2 separate regions of the Sus scrofa genome follow, and region 2 is linked to region 1. The links are chromatin contacts, called in public HiChIP or PLAC-seq maps. All regions are on one chromosome and are shown on one strand. Each heading gives the region's core, a stretch centred on a gene start, on an enhancer-like site or on the middle of the called end of the contact. The rest is flanking DNA. Distances are from core to core; before and after follow the strand shown.

Region 1 (5,751 bases), core at 3,173-5,672:
CTTACTGAATCAAAGAGAGGCAGTGTACGTCTGTTGTTCATACTGCAGACATTGATCAGTGCCTGTTCTGAGCCAGCCCTGGTCCTGAGTTAGACACACAGTCCTTGCTTTCAGGAATGTCTCAGGGAGACTTAGGAAGACTGACATAGAGCAGTAATTCTGTAGTGTAGTTAAGTGCCGTAAGACAAGTGTAGGTGCGATGCTTTGGGTGTGTAGAGGAGGGAGCAGTGACCACCTTGGGAGGCAGAGACTCCAGCTGTTAGAGTCTCTGCAGTGTCATTTGTTTCCACATCAAAAGAAGGTGATGTTTTATTTGCTTACAGGAGCTCGTTTCAGAAGGACCAGTTCCCTGGGTTTCCAAGAATAGCGTAACCTTCGTGGCTGAGCAGGTCTCCCATCATCCACCCAGTAAGTCACAGTGCTGCTCCCGCAAGGTCCGCTTTCAGACTCCTCTGTCTAAAGAGGTTCCTAAAAACTCTGTAACCGAGGTCGCCATACTGTCTGTTTTATGGCTGCCTGTATCTTCCCAGTCCTGTGAGGATGCTTCCTGATGATTGTTCCTTGTAAAAGTTCCAAAGGCTCTATTAGCTTCACCGGTTAAATCTACATGGAAAGAAGGGATTAGGGAAGCCAACTTTTAATACTTCTAAAGTCATCTTACATAGCATGAGCTGTACTGAAGAGATCTCAGCAGCTCTGAAGACAGTTTATATGAGAGAGGTGTCGTTTCTGCACAGTGTATTTCTGGCCGAGTGGAAAGAACGTGTGTTCTCCTCTGTTACTTGCTCAGTGCAGTGTTAAGACCGAAACACTGGACGGGCCCAGGTTGGGGCTGGGCAGAAACGTGCTTGCTGACCAGAAGGACAGAGCCTTTGATTTTAAGCCCTGGGATTGACCATAGCCTCGTGGTTCAGGGACGTTCCTGCCCACGAGGTCCTGAATGGTTGCTTGCATTGGGGGAAACAGGGAGTAAAAGGCAGGTGGGTGATTCCTGGCCACATTCAAGGCTGTCCTTTGAGGGGTAAAGGATTTTCCCCTTGCAGGCAGGTTTTTCTCTAGGTTGAGGGAGTGGGAGAGGAGGCTGTGGCTGTAGATAGTGCACCAATTGAAAACAATTTCTATTCAGTTTCAGCCTTTTATGCTGAGTGTTATAACAAGAAGATACAATTCAATGCTCACATCTGGACCAAATCAAAATTCCTTGGGATGTCCATCGGGGTGCACAACATAGGGCAGGGTGAGTCTGGGTGCTTTGGGTGAACTGCAGTGTTAATAGGAGGATTTCATGTCATTCTGATGTGTGCCGGACACTTGCCTAGTAAGAGTAAATGGCCCCAGAAAGACAGGCGGGATGTCATTGTTGGCATGGAAGCACGTGTCCTCGGGGTGGGAGCAGGGTTGGTTTTCCCTAAACTGAGAGGAGTGTCTGTCCGCTGCTCATCCGCGATTCCGCCCTCTCTCCCCAGGCTGTGTCTCGTGTCTGGACTATGACGAGCATTACATTCTCACGTTCCCCAATGGTTACGGCAGGCAAGTAGAGCTGTGTCCTCCTCCGAACGGCCAGCAGCAGGTCCTGCTGTTCCCTGCGCTGTCCCCTCCTTTCTTTCCTCTCAACGGTCCGCCTTACCTGAAACTTCTGATTCTGCAGGTCCATCCTCACAGTGCCCTGGGTGGAACTAGGCGGAGAATGCAGTATTAATTGTTCCAAAACCGGCTACAACGCAAATATCGTCTTCCACACTAAGCCTTTCTATGGGGGCAAGAAGCACAGAATTACTGCTGAGATTTTGTAGGTATTTTGTTTTTCTGTCTCAGTGCCCCTGATTCTCAGAAATACTTCTTTTATCTTGAACTGCAACTTCCATCAGGAGTTGACTGTTTTAATGGTTCTGTCTTGTAAACTTGTTCCACATCTTCCTAACATCTCATATCAGAAAGAGACCTAAAATCTGGGTTCAGGATAATCTGAGATCATTGGTAGGATTTCCTTCCTAGGAATGACTTGCAGTTGAGGAACTGAAAGGGTCTTCCTGCATCTCCTCACTAACCCAGATCACGCGTGCCTGATTTTTTTTTTTTTTTCTATTTAGGGCCATATTTGCAACATATGGAAGTTCCCAGGCTAGGGGTCACATTGGAGCAGCAGCTGCTGGCCTGTGGTCACAGCCACAGCAATGCAGGATCCAAGCCGTGTCTGTGACCTATACTGCAGCTCATGGCAATGCCAGATCCCCAACCCACTGAGCAGGGCCAGGGATCAAGCCTACATCCTCATGGATACAAGTTGGGTTCGTAACCTGAGCCACAACAGGGACTCTTGGGTGCCTGATCATTATTAACGATGAGCTAGTCCATACCGTAGATCCTGTGATGCCCACTGTGCCTTTTTTTTTTTTTTTGTCTTTTTGTTCTTGTTGCTATTTCTTGGGCCGCTCCTGCGGCATATGGAGGTTCCCAGGCTAGGGGTTGAATCGGAGCTGTAGCCACCGGCCTACGCCAGAGCCACAGCAACGCGGGATCCGAGCCGCGTCTGCAACCTACACCACAGCTCACGGCAACACCGGATCGTTAACCCACTGAGCAAGGGCAGGGATCGAACCCGCAACCTCATGGTTCCTAGTCGGATTCGTTAACCACTGCGCCACGACGGGAACTCCCCCACTGTGCCTTTTCTGTGCCTTTGTTGGGGTGAAAAGTAACCATCACATCTTTGCTTGATTCTTTTTGACACTCTAGGAGCTATGCTGTCTGGGTAACCAGTCAGCTGGGTGGTTTGGAGCCTACCTAGAAAAGGCAAATATGCAGGACTTTCTCTGTCCTCAGAGGCCTACTGGGGGAGTTCCCTGGTGGCTCAGTGGTTTAAGGATCTGGCATTGTCACTACTGTGTTGCAGGTTCAGTCCCTGGCCTGGGAACTTCTGCATGCTGCAGGTACAGCCAAAAAAAAAAAAAAAAAAGACGTTATTGGGCATAGGATTGGTTAAGCAATTCTTTAGGGAGATTATTAAATTTGGATGACAGAATCAGCAACCATAAAATTCTTGAGCAGGATAGGACCATGAACAACACAAGATGAAGTTTACTAAGCATCATGTTAAAATCTAAAATATCATTACAGTCAGAAAACACCTATGGGAGAGCTTAGGCAGCACCCAACCCCATTGTAATGCAGCTGCCCCTGGCCCCCAACAGGCAGGTGGGGGAGGTAGGAGGTCCAGAACGAAGACATGGGCGGGCCTGCACCAACAGGAACTGCTAGCAGATTTTTTGGCCAGTCACAGCGACGTAAAATAACAAAGACTGCTTTCTGAAAGAGCGCTTGGTGGGCTCTTCAAGTTAGGGTAATATTTTAATATTATGAAAATAATTTTGACCTAAGGGGAAGGAAGCCCCAGGGGCCCCTAGACCACACTTTGAGAACCTCTGCACAGTAACCTTCCAAGCTTGGGGTCCTACCGTTTTCCTTTCCATTTGTCTTCCTTTGCACAAAGTCCCAAATCACCGCGGAAAGAAGTTTCAGTCCAGTGACAGCGGCTTCATTCCTCTGCCCTGTGTATTTTCTCTTTCTGACCTCCTAGCCTTCCGTGTTCATGCGTTGCCCTTCCTAATCTGGCCTTTGCTGTAACGCATGTCTTCCCGAGTTTTACCGCTGCCATGCACGTCACTGCCATGTCCAAGCAAGGAAAAGAGTAAACCCCTTTGACCCAGAGGTCCCTTTCAGCCTGAAGATGGAAGCCTCGTCTCCAGTGTCGTGTCCTTAAGTGAAGGCTTTCCTGAGCCTCATTCTAGCAGCATCGCCCTTGCTCTCCAGAGCCCATCTGGACGCACCACAGGACTTGCCATCTCAGATCTCAGTGGCGATGTCTTTCCCCACCAGGCTGTGCACAGCTTAAAGCAGGGCCTGTCCCTAGGTTGCTGTGGCCCCAGCACCTAGTGCATTTCATGGCCACCGTTCCTGTTCATTAGCATCTTGTTCAGGGCCCTCCTTCTTAGACAGATGACTGAGAATCCAGTTTTATTAAGCTGCCTCCACCACAGACTGCACAGCTGCTCTTTGTTCTGCTCTGTGAGTAGGCCACACTGACCAGATTCTTTGCTAGAGTAAATTTCAATTTGAGACTAACACAAACGTTTGTGTTTGTTTGTTTGTTTTAATTTAGTTCTCCAAATGACAAGAAGTCTTTCTGCTCAATTGAAGGGGAATGGAATGGTGTAATGTATGCAAAGTATTCAACGGGGGTAAGAAGCTGTGTTTTGCCACTTATTTCAGGCTTCGTGGAATCATAGCCTGTCCCTTCCTCTGGCTCCCTTCAGCTGGCTACCGAACCACCAAGATGAGCTCTAATGCTCTCTCTTCAGGGCAAGCCTTTTCCTCCCCACCTCTTCCCCAGCAGCATAGGCAGTAGAATGAGTTTTACTTTCACTTCTCCTCTTAAAACACTCAAAGACAACATGGGGGGGGGAATGCTTAGCACTTAGTAAGCACCCAGTCAGTGTTAGCTATGACTTTAGAATGTGTGGTATGTTTATAAATAAAAGGAAGTGCTAAATTATTAATTCATGTTTGTTTTTTATATACACAGTTTGATTTACTGTAAGAAATGTGTTAATCGCCTGGCACCAGGGACACAGAAATAAGATAGTCCTGGCCCTCAAGGAACTTGCAAACTACTAATTAAGATAGGAGCGGGTAGTATGGGATTAACAGGAGGAATCAGTGAACTGGATTTGGACTTGGAGCATTTGAAATGTGAAAAGCACTTGAGTACTTAACGTTAGGATTAGCTGTCTCGGAGTTCCCACTGTGGCTCAGCAGGTTAAGAACCTGGCGTGATGTCTGTGAAGATGTGGATTTGGATGCCTGGTCTTGCTTAGTGGGTTAAGGATCCAGCATTGCTGCAAGCTGAGGCGTAGGTCACAGATGCAGCTTGGACCCAGCATTGCTGTAGCTGTCACGTAGGTTGAAGCTGCAGTTCCAATTCAGCCCTTAGCCTGGGAACTTCCATGTGCCACAGGTATGGCCTTGAAAAAGAAAAAGAAAAAAAGATTTATCTGTCTAGTTCTGCAGGCATGTAGCACATAGCAACATTGAAAAATGTCTGTTGAATTGAGCCTTTACCAAGGTTTAAAACACAATTAGGAGTTCCCGTCGTGGCGCAACAGTTAACAAACCTGATTAGCATCCATGAGGACCCAGGTTTGATCCCTGTCCTCACTCAGTGGGTTGGGGATCCAGGGTTGCTGTGGGCTGCGGTGTGGGTCGCAGACGTGGCTCGGATCCCACGTTGCTGTGGCCCTTGCACAGGCCAGCAACGACAGCTCTGATTGGACCCCTAGCCTGGGAACCTCCATACGCTGTGGGTATGGCCCTAAAACGACAAAAAACAACCCCACACAATTATAATTTAGCCTCAAGCTTGCCTTTGGAACTCATTGTCCACACCAGTAACATATGTGGGGTTTCATTATTAAATCTGTTAATGAGAAGAGTTGACTTTTCCTCCTGGAATAAGGTGAGCAATAAAATACATACCTACCCCTTCTGTCTTCTAGGAAAATGCAGTTTTTATAGATACCAAGAAGTTGCCTATAATCAAGAAGAAAGTGAGGAAATTGGAGGACCAGAATGAGTATGAATCCCGCTGGTAAGGAGATGACACAACTAGAGCTATTGATTCTCTTGCTGGTGGCCACGCATAGGTGCAGGGCTGGCGGTGGGCTGTAGAGCAGGACACAGCAGAGCACACGCTGA
Region 2 (5,742 bases), core at 2,299-4,798, 180 kb before region 1:
GCAGATGTGGCTCAGATCCTGCGTTGCTGTGGCTGTGGTGTAGGCTGGTGGCTACAGCTCCAATTCGACCCCTAGCCTGAGAACCTCCATATGCCTCAGGTGCAGCCCTAAAAAGACAAAAAAAAAATTGTTTGGGATATAATGACAATGAAAAAAATTATAATACAAGATTATACACATGTATACAACGATTAAAAATTATAATATAGCATGATTCTAATTTTATGGAAAATGTATGTATCTTCCCAGAAGACTATAAGGATATACAGAAAACACCTCTAGTCAGTTTGTGGGATTGTGGTTGATTTTATCTTTTTCTTTATAATTCTGTATTTTCCAAATTTTCTACAAGTAACAGATATTGTATTTAATAATGAGAAAAAATGTTTTTTCTTTCTTTCTTTTTGAATTTTCTAGGGCTACTCCCGCAGCATATGGAAGTTCCCAGGCTAGGGGTCCAATTGGAGCTGTAGCCGCTGGCCTATGCCAGAGCCACAGCAACGCGGGATCCGAGCCACGTCTGCGACCTACACCACAGCTCATGGCAATGCTGGATCCTTAACCCACTGAGCAAGGTCAGGGATCGAACCCGCAACCTCATGGTTCCTAGTCAGATTTGTTAATCACTGCGCCACGACGGGAACTCCAAAATGTTATTTTCTCATGGAACAAAAAAGAACACAATAAAAAATACCATGAGGTAATTATGTCATCTCTGCATTTTCTAGGTATTTGTCATCTCTAATCATAATATGCCTGCCTTCTTAAGGAGCTGGAATAAATAAGCATCACAGTTCAAGCAGCGATATCTTGTCAGATCCTGCCAGAACAGCCTTCTGCCCCAGAATTCTCAGGCCTTCTTCCTCATTCTATATATGTCTGGGTCGCCACTGAGCTGACACTGCAACATGTTAATTTTGCAAACTTGGAGACAAGTTGCCACAGACAAAATCTTTCAGTGTGTTCATTCACTTTTTTCAAGAAGTAGCCTTCACTGGCAGTGGTTCTGTGTCAAGCCCTGGACCAGGTGCTGAGGACAAAGATCAGTCAAGCATGGTTCCTGTCCTCAAGTCGCTCAGAGATGTTAGGAAACATAATATTCACTCTACTACACTACAATGTTTAGCCAGAAGACCCCCTGCTAAAATCTTTTTGCTGCCAGTAAAAATAACACACAAATGATTAGTATTCCCCTAAAATACTAGCACAGAATAATCCAGCTATCATTAAAAAAAAAAAAAAAAAAATGGAGTTCCCGTCATGGCTCAGCACTTAAAGAACCTGACTAGCCTCCATGAGGACATGGGTTGGATCCCTGGCCTCACTCAGTGGGTTGGGAATCTGGCACTGCCATGGGCTGAGGTGTAGGTCGCAGTTGAGGCTCGGATCCCACGCTGCTGAGGCTCTGTCGTAGGCCAGTGGCTATAGCTCTGATTAGACCCCTAGCCTGGGAACCTCCGTGTGCCATGGGTGCAGCCTTAAAAAGACAAAATTAATTAATTAATGAATTAATTAAAGAAAAAAAAAAAGAAGGCTCTTAGAGACTGGAACATAGAATAGGCCAACCAGCTGTGTGACCTTGAGCAAAACACTTAACCTCTCAAACAAAGAGACTTTGTTCCCTGCTGGGAAACAGAGGCAATATCACTTCACTGGGATTTTGTGAAGATGACATAAGACAAAGTATTAAACAGTTTTACCAAGTCCCCCAAGTGGAGCTCTAAGATAGTTTTCTCTCCAAGTCTAAAATCTTTTTCTTAGTCCTGATCCTCCTTGGCCTCAGTTGACTTATTATATCAGTACACAATGATGTTATTCCTAATACTATTTTCTTCATTATCTTTTTCAACTGTATATGGCTTTTTTCATTTATATTACTAACTTCCTAGGGCAGGGGCTTTATCTTCTGCTTATTTATAATTAAATGAAGTCATATATTTGAACGTGGTTCTTAGACTTCAGAGTACTTTGTTGTTGTTTTTTTAAAATTTCATTGGGGTATAGGTGACTTACAATATTATGTTAGCTTCAGGTGCACAGCAAATTGATTCAGTTATGCATACACATATATCAATTCATTTCCAGATTTTTTTTTCCCCCATATAGGCCACCACAGAGTACTGAGTAGATTTCCAAATCAGTATATCCACTTGTCTGCTGAACACTTATTTCTACCTGGCTCGGCCACATACATCAAATTAAACATGTCCAATGTTACACTTCTCAGTGTCCACCCAAATCCACATCCTTTCTTGTGTTCCCAAGCTAGAAATTTGGAGCCCACCTTGATCCCTCCCTTTCTCTAACCCCTTAACATTTTTCCTCTCCATCGTCTTCATCCCTTCTGGTCCTGTTTTCAGCCAGTCCTCATCCTCTCTCCTCTATACTCCTTTTAGAGACTTTGGTCTTGATTCCAGCAGGGCATCCATCCTGGTCTCAGCAGATGGAGTTGTCTGTTTAAGACATGCCCTGACAATACTGCGTACAGGCTCACCATACACTGTGGATGAACTTACTAAGATGCTGTGAGATAACTGCTATCTGTATCAGAGGAGGGTATAATCTGTTGTGGGATACAGTGGGGGAAGATTAGTTCTAGCTGGCTGTGGGCATAGGGTGTCTAAAGAGGCCCTCGAAGAGGCATTAACATTTGAATTGGGACTTGCATGATGAGTAAAAAGTCTCCTAGGCAGAGAAAAATGGAAAGGTCATTCTAGGAAAAGGGAAGACAACTGACGCTTGAACGACATAGGTTTGAACAGCGCAGGTCCACCTATACCTGGATTTTTTTCAGTAGTAAAGACTACAGTACCGTCCAAACTGTGGTTTGTTGACTCTGTGGGTGGAGAGCCATGGATACAGAGTGCCAACTCTAAAATTACACTCTGCAGAGGGTGGGCACCCCTAACCCTGTATGGTTCAAGGGTCAGCTGTAACAAGAGAAAGGCAAGGAGTTGAATCAGTTTCACAGACATTCAGTGTGGGCTGCTGTGTCCCAGGCAATGTCCTCCTTGCCTGAAGAGAACAAGAAGGTGAAGAAGCCACTGACCTCAAGGAGATTATAGTTTTGACAAGCTACTTTTTCCTTGACGTTTCTTGAGGAAGGACGCTCAGGAGATTTAGCCCCTTAATCTCTATTCACTCCTCTAAATCAACTCAAATAAATACAAAATATAAGTGAAAACTGTTTCTAGCAAACCAGCTTCCCTCGCCTCCCCTCCCCTTTTATCCAGATTGCCTGACGCTGCTAAAGTGCTTCCACTGTTTCCTTGTTTGAGGCCCTGAGCTAAGCTGAGGATGCACATATGACCAAGTCCTCAAGGACCCCACTGTCAAAGGGAACATTCAGACTCCGACCCGGTAGACACAATGAGGTGTCCTAGACCCTGTTAGGAATTTGTTCAAAAAGGTGGGGGCACAAGGGAATGAGGGGTCAATTCTGTCTGGGGTCGGGGGAGGATATCTGTGAAAAGTTTATAGCCCATGGTAGCTGGAGTGTGTGTCTCTAAAGAGATATTAAAAGGGGAGGGCCAAAGATGAGTGCCTTCCTCTTTTCCCTCCTTCGAACACTTACAGCATCTAGATCTCCTAAAATATCTTCTCTCCCTCCCCCAGCTCCCTTCTGCCTCAAAATCATAGTTGCATTTTCCTAAGCTTGACATTTCACTTTCTTGCTCTGTAGGTGGAGGAAAGGGTAGGAAGAAATTGGGATTTGTTTGTGGGCAAAACAGGCTGTGTCTTATCTGCTTTTCCTATCTTCTGATTCCTCTATACCCAGCCCAGGACAGTCGAGTTTCTGTAGATTTCTGTGTTTTCCCTGAAGAAGGTGGCATTTTGTAAATGTTGTTTTACTTGATGCCCAACAACTGCCAATTAAGAAACATGACAATAACAGCAATAACAAAAAGCAGTTGGTGGGACGTTTAGGAAGGCAGGAAACCAGCAACACCAGAATGCATTTTGAAGCAGTTTGCGCCTACAATCTTGGCTGTGGAAAAGTTGGAAATGATTTTTGCTAGAAACGTGGAAAAAAAAAATCACATTTCTAAACAGCTGTGTAAAGGAAGGAAACTCATTGAGAAACACAAGCCGTTTTTGTTTCCCTTAAAAAAAACTAACTACTTAATTATTGCACAAGTTAGAAACTTTGGTCTTATCTCCACCTCCCTTTATTTCCTCCTCACTTAATTCCATTGTTTAGTGAGTTTGAAAATCTTATCTCTAAAATGTTTCTCAATAAAATACAGTACAGTATCTTTTCCACTTCCCATCCTTGCTATCAATGTTCTCACTGTTCAAGTTTAGATTATTTCTCCTGCTTGCTTGGCTTTTTAAAAGTCTCTGAGTTTGTCTTCTAGCCTCCAATCTTCCCCATCTCTGTTGTGTTCTCAGTTTTGCTGCCAATATGATTTTTTTAAATAATCACATCTTTAGCATTTATTGACACTCTAAGGGGCAGGGTAAATTAGTCCCAGTTCCTGTCCTTGGTGAGCTTGTGAGGTTCAATGGTTAACATCACCTCTACCTTCTGATTCTGAGTCTCATCCTTGTCTTCTGCTCTGCTTCAGCTGCTCCTTCATTCCATGAGAGGCCAATCACTGAGGAATGTGGGAATGAGCACTGATGTGTCTCCACTGTGTTTAATTTTAGCTGATGATCTAAAGGAAGCAGTTTGACGCTTGGTATAGAATGTAGACAAAGTGCTGTGCGATTGGACATGGTCTTAGGAGTTAAGAACTGCCCTGGCTCCTGGGTCTTCCTGACGACCTGTGTTTTGACATTTGAAGTTAAGTAGAGCCTGCTGATGCCTCCATGAGCCTGATAAGTGTTAAAACCGATTTAGCAGTTGACGATGCCGCCTAATTCATGTCTAAGACCTTTATTTACACATAGGCAATGCAAATATAGCTTGCAGCTGCGGTAGAAGGGATGTGGGGTGAAAATACCTAGACTCTAAGTCTAGTTCTGCTAGTTACTAGCTGTGTGATCTTGCGCAAGCCATTCAATAACTATGCGTCTCCAGGGAACAATATGCAAGATGCAATGATAAACCATAGTGGAAAAGAATATGAACAAGAATGTATATATGCATAACTGAGTCACTCTGCTGTACGGCAGAAATTAACACCACATTGTAAATTGACTCTACTTCAACAAAAAACTTTTTAAATTCCATTAAAAAAGTAACATCTCTCAGCATCTTCATCTGTAAAATGGGCATAATAATACAACTCTTATTAAAGGTTGATATGTGAAATAAAGGGGAAATGTAGGGAGTTCCCGTCGTGGCGCAGTGGTTAACGAATCCGACTAGGAACCATGAGGGTGCAGGTTCGGTCCCTGCCCTTGCTCAGTGGGTTAACGATCTGGCGTTGCCGTGAGCTGTGGTGTAGGTCGCAGACGCGGCTCGGATCCCGCATTGCTGTGGCTCTGGCGTAGGCCGGTGGCTACAGCTCCGATTCAACCCCTAGCCTGGGAACCTCCATATGCCGCGGGAGCGGCCCAAGAAATAGCAACAACAGCAACAACAACAACAACAGACAAAAAGACAAAAGACAAAAAAAATAAAAAAATTAAAAAAAAAAAAAAATAAAATTCTAAAAGGGGAAATGTAGTTGATGGTGCTTAGCACAGTCCTTGGAACTCAGTAGGTCAGTTTTAATAGAACACATAATTCAGACAAACAATAATTTTTAAGCATCTCTGGGTGCCAGGCATTGGGCTAATTTCCAGGGCTTACAG

Evidence for each region. HiChIP or PLAC-seq counts read pairs in DNA pulled down with a chosen protein or histone mark.
Region 2: an H3K27ac HiChIP or PLAC-seq map of alveolar macrophages shows a contact between it and region 1. The contact joins two enhancer-like sites. A contact is called at or near these places in 1 of 5 promoter capture datasets (liver) and 1 of 2 datasets of contacts at active chromatin or transcription factors (alveolar macrophages).

What each region holds. Positions count from the first base shown.
Region 1 is chr6:160,391,177-160,396,927 of Sscrofa11.1, reverse strand. It overlaps OSBPL9 (oxysterol-binding protein-related protein 9), which reads left to right. Exons shown (of 25, transcript XM_005665435.3): 18 at 324-408; 19 at 1,127-1,237; 20 at 1,467-1,530; 21 at 1,649-1,789; 22 at 4,160-4,238; 23 at 5,553-5,644. Among named protein-coding and RNA genes, the nearest start is that of NRDC, 95 kb to the right of the region's middle. Within about 2 kb of position 4,422, at least 13 of the 83 cell types and tissues checked have an H3K27ac peak or open chromatin away from gene starts, as enhancers often do. A contact at or near this core is called in alveolar macrophages, where this site is marked.
Region 2 is chr6:160,575,182-160,580,923 of Sscrofa11.1, reverse strand. No RefSeq gene overlaps it. Among named protein-coding and RNA genes, the nearest start is that of OSBPL9, 12 kb to the right of the region's middle. Within about 2 kb of position 3,548, at least 10 of the 83 cell types and tissues checked have an H3K27ac peak or open chromatin away from gene starts, as enhancers often do. A contact at or near this core is called in alveolar macrophages, where this site is marked.